Regions from separate parts of the Mus musculus genome. Here region 2 is linked to region 1. The links are chromatin contacts, called in public Micro-C maps. All regions are on one chromosome and are shown on one strand. Each heading gives the region's core, a stretch centred on a gene start, on an enhancer-like site or on the middle of the called end of the contact. The rest is flanking DNA. Distances are from core to core; before and after follow the strand shown. Region 1 overlaps Slc2a1 (solute carrier family 2 (facilitated glucose transporter), member 1). Region 2 has its middle 16 kb from the start of Gm12927.

What was found. Hi-C and Micro-C count contacts between places; a contact is called where the count stands out from the background.
Region 2: a contact with region 1 is called in a Micro-C map of embryonic stem cells, with 2.3 times the contacts expected there. The contact joins two enhancer-like sites. A contact is called at or near these places in 1 of 39 promoter capture datasets (cranial neural crest), 2 of 484 Hi-C or Micro-C datasets (both in embryonic stem cells) and 2 of 115 datasets of contacts at active chromatin or transcription factors (embryonic stem cells and epiblast stem cells).

The regions. Positions count from the first base shown.
Region 1 is chr4:119,118,002-119,125,082 of GRCm38.p6, forward strand. It overlaps Slc2a1 (solute carrier family 2 (facilitated glucose transporter), member 1), which reads left to right. Exons shown (of 10, transcript NM_011400.3): 2 at 2,390-2,485. Among named protein-coding and RNA genes, the nearest start is that of Gm12867, 11 kb to the right of the region's middle. Within about 2 kb of position 3,435, at least 144 of the 459 cell types and tissues checked have an H3K27ac peak or open chromatin away from gene starts, as enhancers often do. A contact at or near this core is called in embryonic stem cells, where this site is marked.
Region 2 is chr4:119,269,940-119,276,739 of GRCm38.p6, forward strand. No RefSeq gene overlaps it. Among named protein-coding and RNA genes, the nearest start is that of Gm12927, 16 kb to the left of the region's middle. Within about 2 kb of position 4,937, at least 57 of the 459 cell types and tissues checked have an H3K27ac peak or open chromatin away from gene starts, as enhancers often do. A contact at or near this core is called in embryonic stem cells, where this site is marked.

The DNA of each region.
Region 1 (7,081 bases), core at 2,185-4,684:
TGGCTCCATGTAAAACAGGGCCTGCTGACACAGAACCCACCTCCCTCCCTCCCTCCTCTACTCATGCTGTACCAGCATAAGTTTTTGACAAGTCTATATTATTTTTCTCTTACCATTTTTTTATTAAATTGCCTTGTTGTAAGCAATATGAAATCATTGGTTTATAAAAATTCATTGTGGGTGAGTACTGAGTTTAGAATTCAAGAACCCACAAAAGGATCTAAACTGAAGGCTCCTTTTTTTTATCTTGCCTCTTGCTGGCCACCCAGGACCCTCAGTGTTCATTATTACCTAGACCAAGCTGGTCTTGAACTCAAATCTGCTTACCTCTGCTTCTCAGCTGTTGGGATTGATGTGTGGGCCGCCATACCCAACCTTCATTGTTCTTTTTGTACATGCTTTTAAGTCATTCTTCATATTCTTCCCTCCAATTTTTTATATCAAAGGTGGCATTCGATATGAATACTGATCAAGCTTGCTTTAAACTTGTCCTTGTAACTTGGAGAATGTCCCAAACCAATCCATCCAGATGTATCCTTTATATATTCCATTATACTGCTATGCCACAGCTCACTAAACCATAGGTATGTGCTAATATCATTTTTATTCTAATGTGTACTAGAAAAATGCATATTTGCATACCCTAAGTATTACACCTGAGCAACCCTGAGCATGTTACTCAGCAGATAGCCCAGCATATGGTGGGGCTCAGCTGTCACCATTGAGCTCTGTCACTGATGTTTACCACAGCCTCATAAGTCCCACTGGTCACCTGATGACTCTTGGCTCGGCTGTGGCTCCCAGAAGCTTGTCATGTACTCCCTGCCCACTCACCCCGCAGCACTGGGTCTGGAGGCTCCCTAGAGAGCTGGGAGACAGGAGATGTGAGAGGCCATGCCTTTTGACTGAGTTCACAGAGGATGGGAGTTGAAGGGAAGTGGCGCAGTAAAGAATGACTTTGCAAGGTCAGTCAAGGAGAAACAGACAGACAGACCATTCGAAGGCAGGCTCCAACATTCTGTGTCCACTGGAGCAGACACAGGCCTTCCTCTTTCTCAGAGTTTCATGTGAGAACTATAGCTTTGGCAGTCCTTGTCTTTCAGGCTTCTGGAAAATGAGAAGACCTGGGAACAAGTCTGCTTAAGGGCTACGCCCAGCTCTATCTAACAATCTAGAAGTCAGGGCAGCTTCTGGGTACTGTGGGGAGACAGGCCCAGACGCTCACACAAGGCTGAAACCCAGCTAAAACTATCACACACTATCCTAGACAGAGTCTCGCACGGCTCCTGATCTTAGGCTTCCCTCTTGGACCCGAATCGCCCAGCCCAGCGCCATGCGGGTGTTCTGCATCCGTAGATGCTGGTCTATTTCTTTGGTTTTGGCATGAGTCCCCAGCTCTCTTTTCCCACAGCCAGTCAAGGGCCTGCCTCAAGTTATATTTCTTGGCTTCTTCGTTTGAAGAGCTGGAGAGTCCCTAACTTTGTCTATTCAGGTGGACACCTCACTGGCCTTCCACCTCTGTGTAAACAGGCCCTTTCACCTGCTGGCCTTATCCCTTCCTGCTGCCTTCAACCCTTTGTCCCTTAGTCACTTCGGGTCATGTACTTTTTGAATCGTATTTCTGTTATCTGGTACAATTCACCCTGAAATGAAAGCTCATGGTTTGCAGGGGGTAGGGGTGGGGGCGTTGGTGTGAGGAGCACTCAGTGAGGACTCCAGGGCCCTGTATTCTGATCCTGACGCTGCTGCAGACCCCTGAGTAGATTGGAACTTTGATCTCTTGCTCTGAGCTCTCAAGAACTTTTGTTTTCTCCCCAGTGAAGGGTAGGAAGGCTAGAGAAGGGCAGGGTCATGTCTCCAGTGCTGAACAATGTGACTGTTCCCATTTTGCAGATAGGCACATGGAGGGTAGGGAGGCAGTGGGGCAGGGAAACCCAGCTAGCCTGCAAGAATTCCTATTGGCTAGACTCAGGCCATTGCCCTTGGCTTTGAATCCAGAGCCTTTCTTCCCCATCTGCACTGTCCCTTTCATTCAGTTTGGCCTTCCTGGTGAGGGAGGGAAGGTTGGTTCCTCTTCCTCCCACAATGTGGGGCTACCTGAAATGTAAGTATCACTCCTACCTGGGTAGTGAGACCTTGGAAAGCCAAAGGCTCTCTAACTGCATAAAGAAAAACCTGATTGCTCTCTCTCCTCAGAGAAGTCTAGAAGTCAGCTGGGCAGGTTTGGGCACCTGAGGCCAGGAAGTAGCCAGGTTTCCTGGGAGAAGGACAAATGTGTTGCCAGGAGTCAGGCGAGGCATATCTGAACATGGGAACCTGCCAGCATTGACTTTGCTCTGTAGTACTCTGGGCCCAGACATGCCTGTAACCCTGTGGTTTCTTCCTGCAGAAGGTGACGGGCCGCCTCATGTTGGCTGTGGGAGGAGCAGTGCTCGGATCACTGCAGTTCGGCTATAACACTGGTGTCATCAACGCCCCCCAGAAGGTAAGTGTGCTATGCCACTCCCCATATATACCATCACCCACACACATTCATGGTGCCACCTCGGTGTCCATCATTGACATCAACTGACCATCTTCCCTCCCAGCTGGAATTCTAGAATCCCAGGGCCATAGAATGGTGCTACTGTGGTAGGCTGTCTTGACTGTTTCCCAAACAGCACAGACATTTACACTGATCAGTATAGTGGAATTTCATTTATATAGTATTTGGGGCTCCTGAAAGCTCCACATCTGTTGCTGGGCAAGTGGGCAGGCAGTGGGGGAAATGGTCAGAGAAGAGGAGCCTTCCCCAGTGCCACCCTGTCGTGCAGTTTTTATGTTCTCACACGCCAGCCACTTACAGCATAGTCCAGTTCCAGACTGTAACGGCTTCCTGTCCCTGGAGGTCCCAGGTCAATTTAAGTAAACATGGCATCTCACCCTGAGGTGCTGCAGGAGCTCGGCCTGGCTTCCTTCTCCCCATTGCACACCTCAGATCTGCCCCCACTTGTGTTCTCTCTGGGTGTTTAGACTGGAAATGACTGTGGCATTCACCTCCTTGTTCTGAGAGAAGAGGAACACAGGTGAGGGACAGACCTGGAGGCTGTCGCAGCGCCTCCTTTACACTGGGCATCTTACGTGTGTTTATGACGTTGGTGGTGAGTTCTATTTTACAGACTCAGGCTGATGAAATGACCTGTGGGTAAGGTCATGTACTGGTGAATGGTGGCATCTCAGCCAAGCTCTTTGTTTCCATAGCCTCAGGCTGCCTTCCTTTCCTGACCCACTCTCTTGTCCTTTAACAATTCCCACTTTCACAGGGCTCATGGAGTAGAGGTAGTCAGCCCTCCTGTCAGACATGCTCACTACCCAGGCTGAGGAGGCTAGACAGTGAGTGTGAGAGTGCCTCTCTCGGGACCAGGGCACCAGACTAGAATCAGAGCTGGGCTTCTTCCAAGTAGGCGGAGCTTGGCTGTAGGGGCCACGCCCGATGCTGGGGAGCAAGTCCCTAGGAAGGCTTGGCTGCTGAGTCATGCTGAGCTGCAGCAGCCCTGATGGGATTTTTCCAGGATCTAACATGGCAACTGTGAGCCCATGCTTGGAACAAATCCCAAACCTTGTTTTTACTAAGTGCTTAGACAGCTCCCACCTAAGTGTGTCCTTTGCAGCCAGCTGTTTTGGGGGAATCTGCAGATGTAAAGTCTATACAACAAGATGGGAAAAAGTAGGGAGATGGGCTTGCTGCACATTGAGGGTCCCTGGACCACCCAGGTTCTGGTTTGGGATGCCAAGCAAGCTCCTTAACTATTTCTGAGGGTAGCCGGAGCTGACAAGCGGTGGGTCAGGCCCTGTCGTAACTGAGGTCACAGTGAGCTAATGACAGCTAATTAGACAGCTAATGCTCTAAAGGCAAGGCAGGGCAGGGGGGCCTGCAGGGGAGTCAGTAAGATGCCCAGATTGCAGAGAGCCACATCCTCTGTGAAGGATGAGTATTGTGGCATGTCAGGAAGGTAGGCTGGGGGAGAAGAGAAGTTGGGAGTTCACAGCAAGCCAGAACTGGTCCGCTATAGTCCTTGCATGAGCATCTTGGATCTACAGCATAGCCAGCCCCTATCTTGTCCTGGCATAGCCAGATGGGTAGGTGGGGGGAGGGGGTATCATGAGGACCTTTGAGCCTGTGGAGGAGGTTAGATCTGGTCAGATCTGCATCTTTGGAAATATTAATGCACCTGGAGTAGATGGATCTGAGAGTGTAAGCTGGGGTCAGACACTCAGACTAATGCCATAAGAACAAATGCTGCCTGCTGGAGAGATGGACCAGAATCTGAGGTGCCTGCCACCAAGCCTGACAACCTGAGTTTAGTTCCCAGGACCCACATGGCAGAAGACAAGAACAGAGATCCCTACAAGTTGTCCTCTGATCACCACATACATGCCAGAATACACATGTATCCTCCCCCATACACAAATAAGTGTAATTTAGTCAAAGTTCAGTATGGGGACATGAGGGAAAAGGGTTCAAAAATGGCTTTTACATGTCTGGTTCAGGGGAGCAGCTAGTAGGTGCAAGGCGGCAGGAGTTAGTTAGTCTGTAGGTGTAAGGTATCAGGAATTAGTTTATAGGCACGAGGTTGTTGGCCACCTCGAGGATCTGAGTGGTTTCTTGTTCACAGGCTGAAGAGTGAGTGAATGATGGTCACTGCTATCTGGGTGGGCATGGGGGAAGATCTGTGATGTAAAGAGAGCAAAGGTCAGCTCTTGGACATCCCCAGTGACAGATGGAAAGGACCCTAGGAAGAGAAGCTGACATCTAAAACCAAACAGGAGTGCAGGGCATGGTGCTGTACACCTAGAATCCCCGTGGAGATGTAAGAAGTGGAGGCAGGAGGCTCCAGAGTTCTACATAAGACCTTGGCTACATAGCAAGTCTGAGGCCAGTGTGGTCTACATAAGACCCTGTTTCCAAAATGCTAGTATAGAATATAGGACCCAGAAACGGCAACTTCACAAGGTGGAGGGAAGATCTGAGGTCTTGAAGGATGAGGGTCTTTGTCAAGCTTGTTCTCCACTGTCCTTGTAAGGGCAGTGCTTGTCATAGTAATAGGCTCACACTCCAGTAAAGGAGCAGAGACCCAGTCTAAACTGGACTGCTGAAATAGCAGTGGTGGCTTTGTGGCTGCAAAGAGCAGTTAGATGTGCAGTGTGTGAAGATGTCTCCTTGCATTAGTTTGAAGAGAGGAAGGGAGAGAGAGTAGACTTGGTAGGTAGAGAAGAGAGAAGTCCTAATGGCTGGATGGCTTGCCTAAGGTTGCTGTTTGTGTTGGGATTTTTTATATTATTATTATCATTCCAGATTCCTTTTAGAAACATGTTGTAAGGCATCAGTAGAGGAGAGGAGAAAGCTAAGGAGGTAGGTTAGGCAGTCCTTAGGAGGCAGCTGTTGGGCAGGAGCCTGGGAGACTGGGGGGTAGGAGGTGGGGGCAAGCAAAGCTGGAATGGGTTTGTCTGATGTGGAGACTTCCTAGCTAGTAAGAAACGGTGGGAGGCCAGTGCTGGGGTGAAGGTGGCCAGACCTGCTGCTCGCTGTGTCTGAGGACAGGTAAACGAGTGAGTTGCATGTATGAGAGCAGCCATTCTCTCAATACTCATAAGAGACCTGTCCAAAAGGACAGGAGCCAGACTTGAGAATGACCGTGATGGAGTGACATTCCTGAGCCAAACGCAGCGGTGTTAGTCTGTCCATTTCTGCGCTTTGCAGACACTTCTCACAAGCCTGGCTGGGTTTTTCCATTTATCATGAGGAGAGGATGAAAGTAGCAAGGGTAGGACATGGACATGCGACCCAGCTAGTATAGTGCAGAGTGGACCCATTGCCCAAGGAAGGCGCCATTCAATTCTGCCAGCATTGGCAACCAACAAGCACTTACTTACCCAGCATCCCGCCTGTCAGACCCCGCCCTCTGCAGCAAGGAGATAGGGCTGCGAACTCAACACAGTCTCCTAAGGTCACCCCATCTAGAGGGGATGGTGGGGGAGACTTCTAGGAGGAGAGTGGGTGGGAATCTGTGATGGGTCGGTTCAGGACCCTCACATCCCCCATGTGTACTGAAATCTGGACAGTCAAGACCTCACAGGGAATGTAGCACAGCGCTGCCCGAGCCCGTGCACAGCCCTCCTCACACTGTGTCTTCCCACATCACCTGCATCAGAGACCAGGGAAGCCCTGTGGTCAGAAGTTGCTGGACTTGCTGCATTGTTTAGGGATTAAAGACAAAACAGTTTGTCCGTGGTCAGTACAGATGCAGTTCTCTTACAAATATTTGTGTTCCCCAGCCGGTCGAACCGATTTGAAAAGAGCAGAGGGTTAGGGGAGGGCAGCAGCAGAAAGACATGAGGATTTGGCAGCCCATTCATACCTGGAGGGGGAGAGTGATCCCGCAGCAAGGAGGTCAGATGCCTAGGCAAAAAGTGTCATGGAAGGGGCTCTCTGATGTGGACTCTGTCTATCCACACTGGGTACTTTTGTCTGTTCTGAGTACTTCTCTGAGGGAGTGAGGCTAGGTGGCCCATCTCTCAAAGCAGCTTTGCCCACAGTGAGAAGACATTCACTGGGAATTTGTTCTTTGCCATAAAACAGGCCTGAAAGGCTTCTGCCGGAAGCGGTAATTAATCATGATATTATCTTAAATGTTTATATTGCACCTGCCCTCAAATTACCTCCTCTCCCTGCACCTTGTAAACCTGGCACACAGACTAGACTGTCTTTCTTTCGTGGCTGAGGAAAGCAAGGTTGGCTGGCAAGTGAAGGGCTGAGCTGGGGTGGGAGGGGAGGAATAGGGGAGCCTGGCCACTGGGAGGCAGCAAGTGACAGTGACACCCAAATACCACCCTGGGCTGACCTACACTTGATGAGGGGTAGGACCAAGCACCCTGGAGAAAGGCATTTCTGGAACCCAGAGGCTGCTGGGAGGAGCCTGATGTTAGCTCAGCCCTTCTTATTTGACAAGGGAGGATCCTGGTGTGCAGAGGAAGTGAGGCCTTGCCCTAAGTGACCTGGCCTGGCCAGTGACAGAAATAACCTCAGTTGAGAACCTGCCTC
Region 2 (6,800 bases), core at 3,687-6,186, 150 kb after region 1:
GACAGGGTTTCTCTGTGCAGCCCTGGCTGTCCTGGAACTCACTCTGTAGACCAGGCTGGCCTCAGACTCAGAAATCTGCCTGCCTCTGCCTCCCAAGTGCTGGAACTAAAGGTGTGCACCACCACTGCCCAGCCTCTTTTTTGCTTGATTAATAAAGCAAGTCCGGCTGGGGATGAGGCTCAGGGACCAAAAGTGCCCATTGCAGAAGCCAGAGGACCTGGGACTTCATCACCACAGAAAAACCCAAGGGGACAGTGTGCCTGTGATTCTGACACTGGGGAGGTGGGGACAGGAGGTCCTTAGAGATTGCTGGCCAGCCAGTACTGCTGAAGCAGCAGCTCTGTGTTCAGTGGACTACCTTGTCTCAGAGAGAAAACAAACACACCCCAAACACAAGGTCTGAGACAGCAGGTATCAACTTGGTGCCACCCACCCACCCACCCCACGCTGACTCTCACCCAGTGAAGTGTCTGTGTGGAATGTTTTCACCCTTTCCCTCACTTTTGTCTCAAAATCTCAGTCTGCTGCAGCTAGCATGTAACTGGATCACTGATTTTATTCGTTATTAAATTGTCACATGATTGGAAACTTCAGTACTTGCTGATGAGGGTACTTAAACGTTTTCTATGTACCTTAAAGCCTTACATTGCCTTCTTTTATATGTTTAATCGTTTTCACAGTAAAACATTAAAGACCACGATTTCTGTGTGTATTTTATATCTATTTCTGGCAGTCCCCTTGGGGGTTACATGTAACGTCATAAAGTCGCAGCACTTCAGACTCACGGCATCTTCATTTCTATAACAGGAGCCGATTCTCAGTGCTATGTAGTTCTGAGTGTTCAGATTCTGTCCGCTCCTACTGATTGTCCCAGGAGTCTCTCATCTTCCTTTTCAGACAAAGTCTCATAAAGACCGAGCTGGCAATGACCTACTGTAGCCAGGGACATTCTCAGTTCTCTGCTTCTACCTCCCCGGTGCCAGAACTGCAGGCATGCATCACCACACCTAACCTATGCCCAGCCCCTCGTTTCCTCACTCTGTCTCCCTTGGTGTCTGGGTACTCCAAGCAATAAGCCCTCAAGGACTAGATGTGAGAATTTTACTAAGGAAATGTTTGTCAAAGAAAATGGAGGAGCAAGGACAGAGCCCAACAGTTTGTTGAGTAAAAATGTAAGTGAATTATCTGTGACATTAATATTGTCAACCTGAGACTGGAGAGATGGCTTAGAGGTTAAGAGCACTGACTGTTCTTCCCAGGGTCCTGAGTTCAATTCTCAGCAACCACATGGTGGCTCACAACCATCTGTAATGGAATCAGTGTGTGTGTGTTTGTGGGTGAGAGAGTATGTGCACATGGCAGATCCCGAGTCTTAGTTAGGGTTTTACTGCTGTGAACAGACACCATGACCAAGGCAAGTCTTAATAAAACAACATTTAATTGGGGCTGGCTTACAGATTCAGAGGTTCAGTCCATTATCATCAAGGTGGGAGCATGGCAGAATCCAGGCAGGCATGGCGCAGGTAGAGCTGAGAGTTCTATGTCTTCATCCAAAGGCTGCTAGTGGAAGACTGACTTCCAGGCAACTAGGGTGAGGCCCATACCCACAGTGACACACCCATTCCAACCAGGTCACACCTATTCCAACAAGGCCACACCTTCAGATGATACCACTCCCTGGTCCAAGGATATACAAACCATCACACCCTGCAAGAGGAGTCACAGACACTTGTGAGCAACCATGTAGGTGCTGGGAATTGAACCTGGGTCCTCAGGAAGATAAACCAGTATTCCTAATTACTGAGTCAACCCCCCCCCCCCCCCCCAAGGAGTTTCTAGCCTGGACTCATTGAGTGAAAACCCACTGTAGGCTGAGGAGACACCCAGTGGTCAAGAGCATCAGTTCTGTAATTATCAGGTGAAATCCCAACATGTGTTAAAAGCCAGCATCACTGCATACCTGAGAATCCATCACTGGGAGGTAGAAATGGGCAGATCCTGGGAGCTTCTTGGCTAGATAGCCTGTCCTTGAGTGATGGACTTCTAGTCTGGTGAGGCTCTGGCCCAAGGCAGTCGAGGCACACCATGATAAGACACTCAATATTCTGCTCTGGTCTACACATGCGGGCCCCACAAATTTACATGCATATACATGTATGCTACACACACACACACACACACACACACCCTAATTGGGGGAAAGCCATTCTACGGGCTGGGGTCCCAGTCTGTACTCTTCTTATGCTGTTGATAAAACACCACAGCCATGGGAATTTACAAATGAGACCATATCCTAATTCTCCCCAAACAGTACCATTAACTGGGTACTAAGTGTGTAAGTATCTGAGATCACAGGGAACATTGTTCATTCACACTGCCATGCTAAAGAAAATCAAATCGGAAAAAAAGCAAGCAGTGCAGTTGTCTGCCTTAGGCTCCTCACACAGGATGTGACAGGAACAGCTGCCTCAAGTTCCTGCTTGTACATTATAGGCCTGTGCCCTCACGCTGCCAGCAAAAACGGGGCAGCTCAGCTGCTCCCCTTGCCAGGCATTTTTCCACAGCAGAGAGAATACAACAGGTTCTAGAATACCACCAGGTAGTCTAGGGAAAGTCTGGCAAGGCCACCATGAGTTCTTGGGGCGGTTACTGTCGGAGAACAAGTCTAAGAAGAAGTCTACCTTAAAAATATCACCAAGCAGCTATCAGCACGGGCTCACTTAGGTAGCCTGGGTCCCAGACAATGTGGCAAAGAACTGGACTTCTTCCTCATTTATGTCTCCTGTAGTCAGAAGTCCACATTCTCTTGTAAACTATCTCTATAGTTCATAAGGGAGATCGGAATCTCTTTGCATAGCCCTAGCTGATATAGAATTCCATCTGTAGACCAGGAATCAGCCTGCCTCTGCCTCCCCAGTGCTGGGATTGACTGGAGTGGGCATCCCCCGGCTCTGTATTTTTGTCATTTTGTTAGGTATCATTAACTCTAGCAAGTCTTTCACGACTTTAAGTAACTAAAGAAAAAAAAAACTGGGTACTGGTAATGCACACCTTTAGTCCTGGCACTCAGGACAGAGCCAGGCAGATCTCTGTCAGTTCTAGGACAGGCAAGGCATTTTACAGAGAAATCCTGTCTCAAAACAAACAAACAAACAAACAAACAAACACCCTAGAAATATGCCGGGCAGTGGTGGCACATGCCTTTAATCCCAGTACTTGGGAGGCAGAGGCAGGCGGATTTCTGAGTTCGAGGCCAGCCTGGTCTATAAAGTGAGTTCCAGGACAGCCAGGGCTGCACAGAAATCCTGTTTCCAAAAAAACAAAAACAAAAAAACAAAACAAAAACACCCCAAAACAAAAATACCCCAGAAATAGGTGTTTCAGAGCTGGACAGTGGCGCAGACATAATGGTAGTCTGTAAGACAGAGGATTGACTGAAGGCTGAGGCCAGTTCCTGCCACATAGGGTCACTCAGTCTCAAAAAGCCAAGTACTACGGATGTAGCTTGGTGATGGAACACTTGTTAGCACATCCATGGCCCTCAGTTTGGTACCAAGCACCACACATACAACACATACGTGGGGATAGTGACATAGCTTCCAGCACTCAGAAGGTAGCAGCAGACAGGTTTGAAACTAGCCTGGTCTGTATGAGTTTCATAAAAAAACCAAAAAGTTGAGCTACAGAGATGACTCGGTGGTTAAGAGCACTGACTGCTCTTCCAGAGGTTCTGAGTTCAATTCCTAGCAACCACATGGTGGCTCACAACCACCTGTAACAGGATCCAATGGCCTCTTCTGGTATGTCTGAAGACAGCTGCACTGTACTCATATATATAAAATAAATGTAAACAAAAACAGAAAGTTGTCAGGCAGTGGTAACACATGCCTTTAATCCCAGCCTGGTCTACAGAGCCAAGTTTCAGGACAGCCAGGGCCCTCTGAGAGAGGAAGCAGAGGCTTTTATGTGACCATTATTTATCGTATTGCCATTATTTTCCATTCCAATGTCTTACTAAGTTTTCTAGGTCATAGGACTAACTCTAGCTACAAGAGTTGAATAAAGCAAATTTCACATGTCTACTGGGTCACTAGCCAAGAGGCCTGCCACGGCATCTCAGTTCAGCATTCAAGTTACCTCATTTCAGAATTAATATTAATTAAGGCACTGACAGAACAAGCTCAGGTTCTTCATCTTACTGTCACAAAATGGGTGACGAGCCAGAAGGATCTGAGTTCGAGGCCAGCATGTAACATAAATCTCACTCCAGTGTAACTAATCCACTTTCACTTTCAGGAGGCTCTTACTTGGTTAATGTGCCAACTATACCATGCAGTAGGTAAACTGTCAGGGTGACCCCTCAGCCCATTCATGTTGAAGCCCCAGCTGCCATTGCAAGAGCCCGTGGTGATGCTGGGGAGGCACATGAACTTTCAGTAATCAAATCCTGAACCCGACTGGTAGAGTGCTTGCTTCACTTAGCTGCATGCAAGCACAAGACAGATTCAATTCAATGCTGAGCACTATCTCCAGGTCAGTCCTCAGACAACCCACTTAAGGAAGTTTAGTGTTTCAGGGTTTTGTTCATGACCATTTATTTTGCCCCTCTTCCTCTTACTTCTGGGCCTGTGGTGAGGCAGTCTTGACATATTAGAGGAATTATGGCAGAGCAAAGTCGTTTTGCCTCATGGTCCAAGACAGAAAAGAGGCATACACCCTTCTCTGAAGGAATGTCCCTTGGTAAAGAGACCTTCAGCTAGGCATCCCTCCTTCCCAATAGTGCTAATGGCAACAGAGCTGTCAATGAGACTTTTGGGTATATTCCAGATCTAAGCCATGGCAGGAAGCCATTCAATTTGGATGAGGTCATAAGGGTAGGGCCCTCAAAGTGGGAGTGGTTCCTCTGTCCTGTGGACAGAGCAGGAAGGTAACCATTCTTATGACTGTAAGCCCTATCACAAGGCTTACATTCATCTTGGACTTGCTAACCTTCAGAAGTGCTGCTTAAGGCACCTACCCAATTTATGGCATGATGTAACAGCAGTCTAACCTGCAATAACATTGCTCTTCTTCCCGTCTAGCTAAGCTATGGCCGTCACTTCACCCCACTTCCAAACCTACTCTAGGTTATTATTCAAAGTAAGTAACAGGTTCAATTATTTTGTTCTGAACTCAAGCAAGCCATAAGACCCCCTCCCCCTAAGGAGCTTCCGGTCTATCAGGGACAGACAGCAAACAGACAGCAAAATCAAGTAGTAGATGCTGATAGGCTGTGTTAGGAACAAGCTGAATTAGAGCAGGAATCCAGAAGAGCATGAGAACTTGTACACAGAGAGAGGATGCTGCATCTAAACACATTAGAAATGTCTTCCTAAACCATGGTCTTTTAAGAACCGGGAGGAGAAAGACATTTGGTTATCTGCAGGAACAGTTACAGCCAAGAGGAAACGCCTTGTGGTGGGGATAGTGCCTCACATGTTCCAGGAAAAGGAAACTGGAACAAACAGTGGACACAGGAATAGAATAGAGCACAGTGAGTCTGTAGAACACTGACTGAGATCTTGTATTTCTAGACTAGCTAGCTTTGGTTCTTTTTGAGGCAGGGTCTATGTAGTCCTGGCTAGTCTAGAGCTATGTAGATCAGCCTGGCCTCATAAGAGACCCTCCTGCCTGTGTCCTGGGCACTCCACCAGAACTTGGTAGGTCCCTTGCACTAATGTGGAAAACATGCAGCAGACAGCTTACACAGACGGCTCCTGCTTTGTGTGTCAGTGGAGGCCTGGGCACAGTCTGGGGTGGCTGTGTGCTGTTTCTGTTAAAGTCCACGGAAATTACACCAATTGGATATGGAGAATGTGATAAAAGACTAGGACTTCTGAAAGACAGTAGTGATTTTAATAAAAGTGGCCCTCATGGGGCACTTGTTTAATACCTGGGTCACCAGTTGGCTCTCTGGGAATTAGGAGATCACTGGGAATGGTTTGTGTTTGTTTTTTTTTTTTTTTTTTTTTTTTTTTTTTGGGGGGGGGGGGAGTTTCGAGACAGGGTTTTTCTCTGTGTAGCCCTGTCTGTCCTGGAACTCACTCTGTAGACCAGGCTAGCCTTGAACTCAGAAACTGGCCTGCCTCTGCCTCCCAAGTGCTGGGATTAAAGGCTTGTGCCACCATGCCTGGTGGGAATGGGTTTTGATAAAGACTTGCAGCTGTTTTAGGTTTGTGACCTGCCTTGTGGGTTGTTGTAAGCTTTCACAAGATGCAGTAGCAAATGCTTTTAGTCCTAGCTTAAAGACAGAGGCAGGTGAACCTCAGTCAATTCAAGTCTGGCCTATATAGGTGAGGTTATAGAAGTCTATTCTAACCCACTGATACTGTACAAACCCAATTAAATGTTTTTGTTGTTTTTTTCCTCTTAAAAGTCAATAGCAGCCTCCCTCCCTTTTCTCCAACACAGGCTTTCTGTGTAGTCCTTGAACTCATTTGAGGATGGCCTCAAAACTCCTAAGAGGTCTGCCCAATTCTGCCCCCCCACCGCCCCCAATGCTGGGATTAAAGATTGGTGGCACCATGTCCAGCCCACCGCAATGTTCTCAATATTTGGCTTTGATGATTCAGCATCTGAGTTCCCTTTTGGATTACATATTTCTCTGGTCACCATTTATGTCCTTGACTATCAACTTCAGTAGCCACATGTCTGTGACACACATTTTCATCAACATACCAGCCTGGATGTATGTTTCTATCACACATCCAGGCTTGGTCTGCGGGCTGGCGAGATGGCTCAGAGGGTAAGAGCACTGAGCG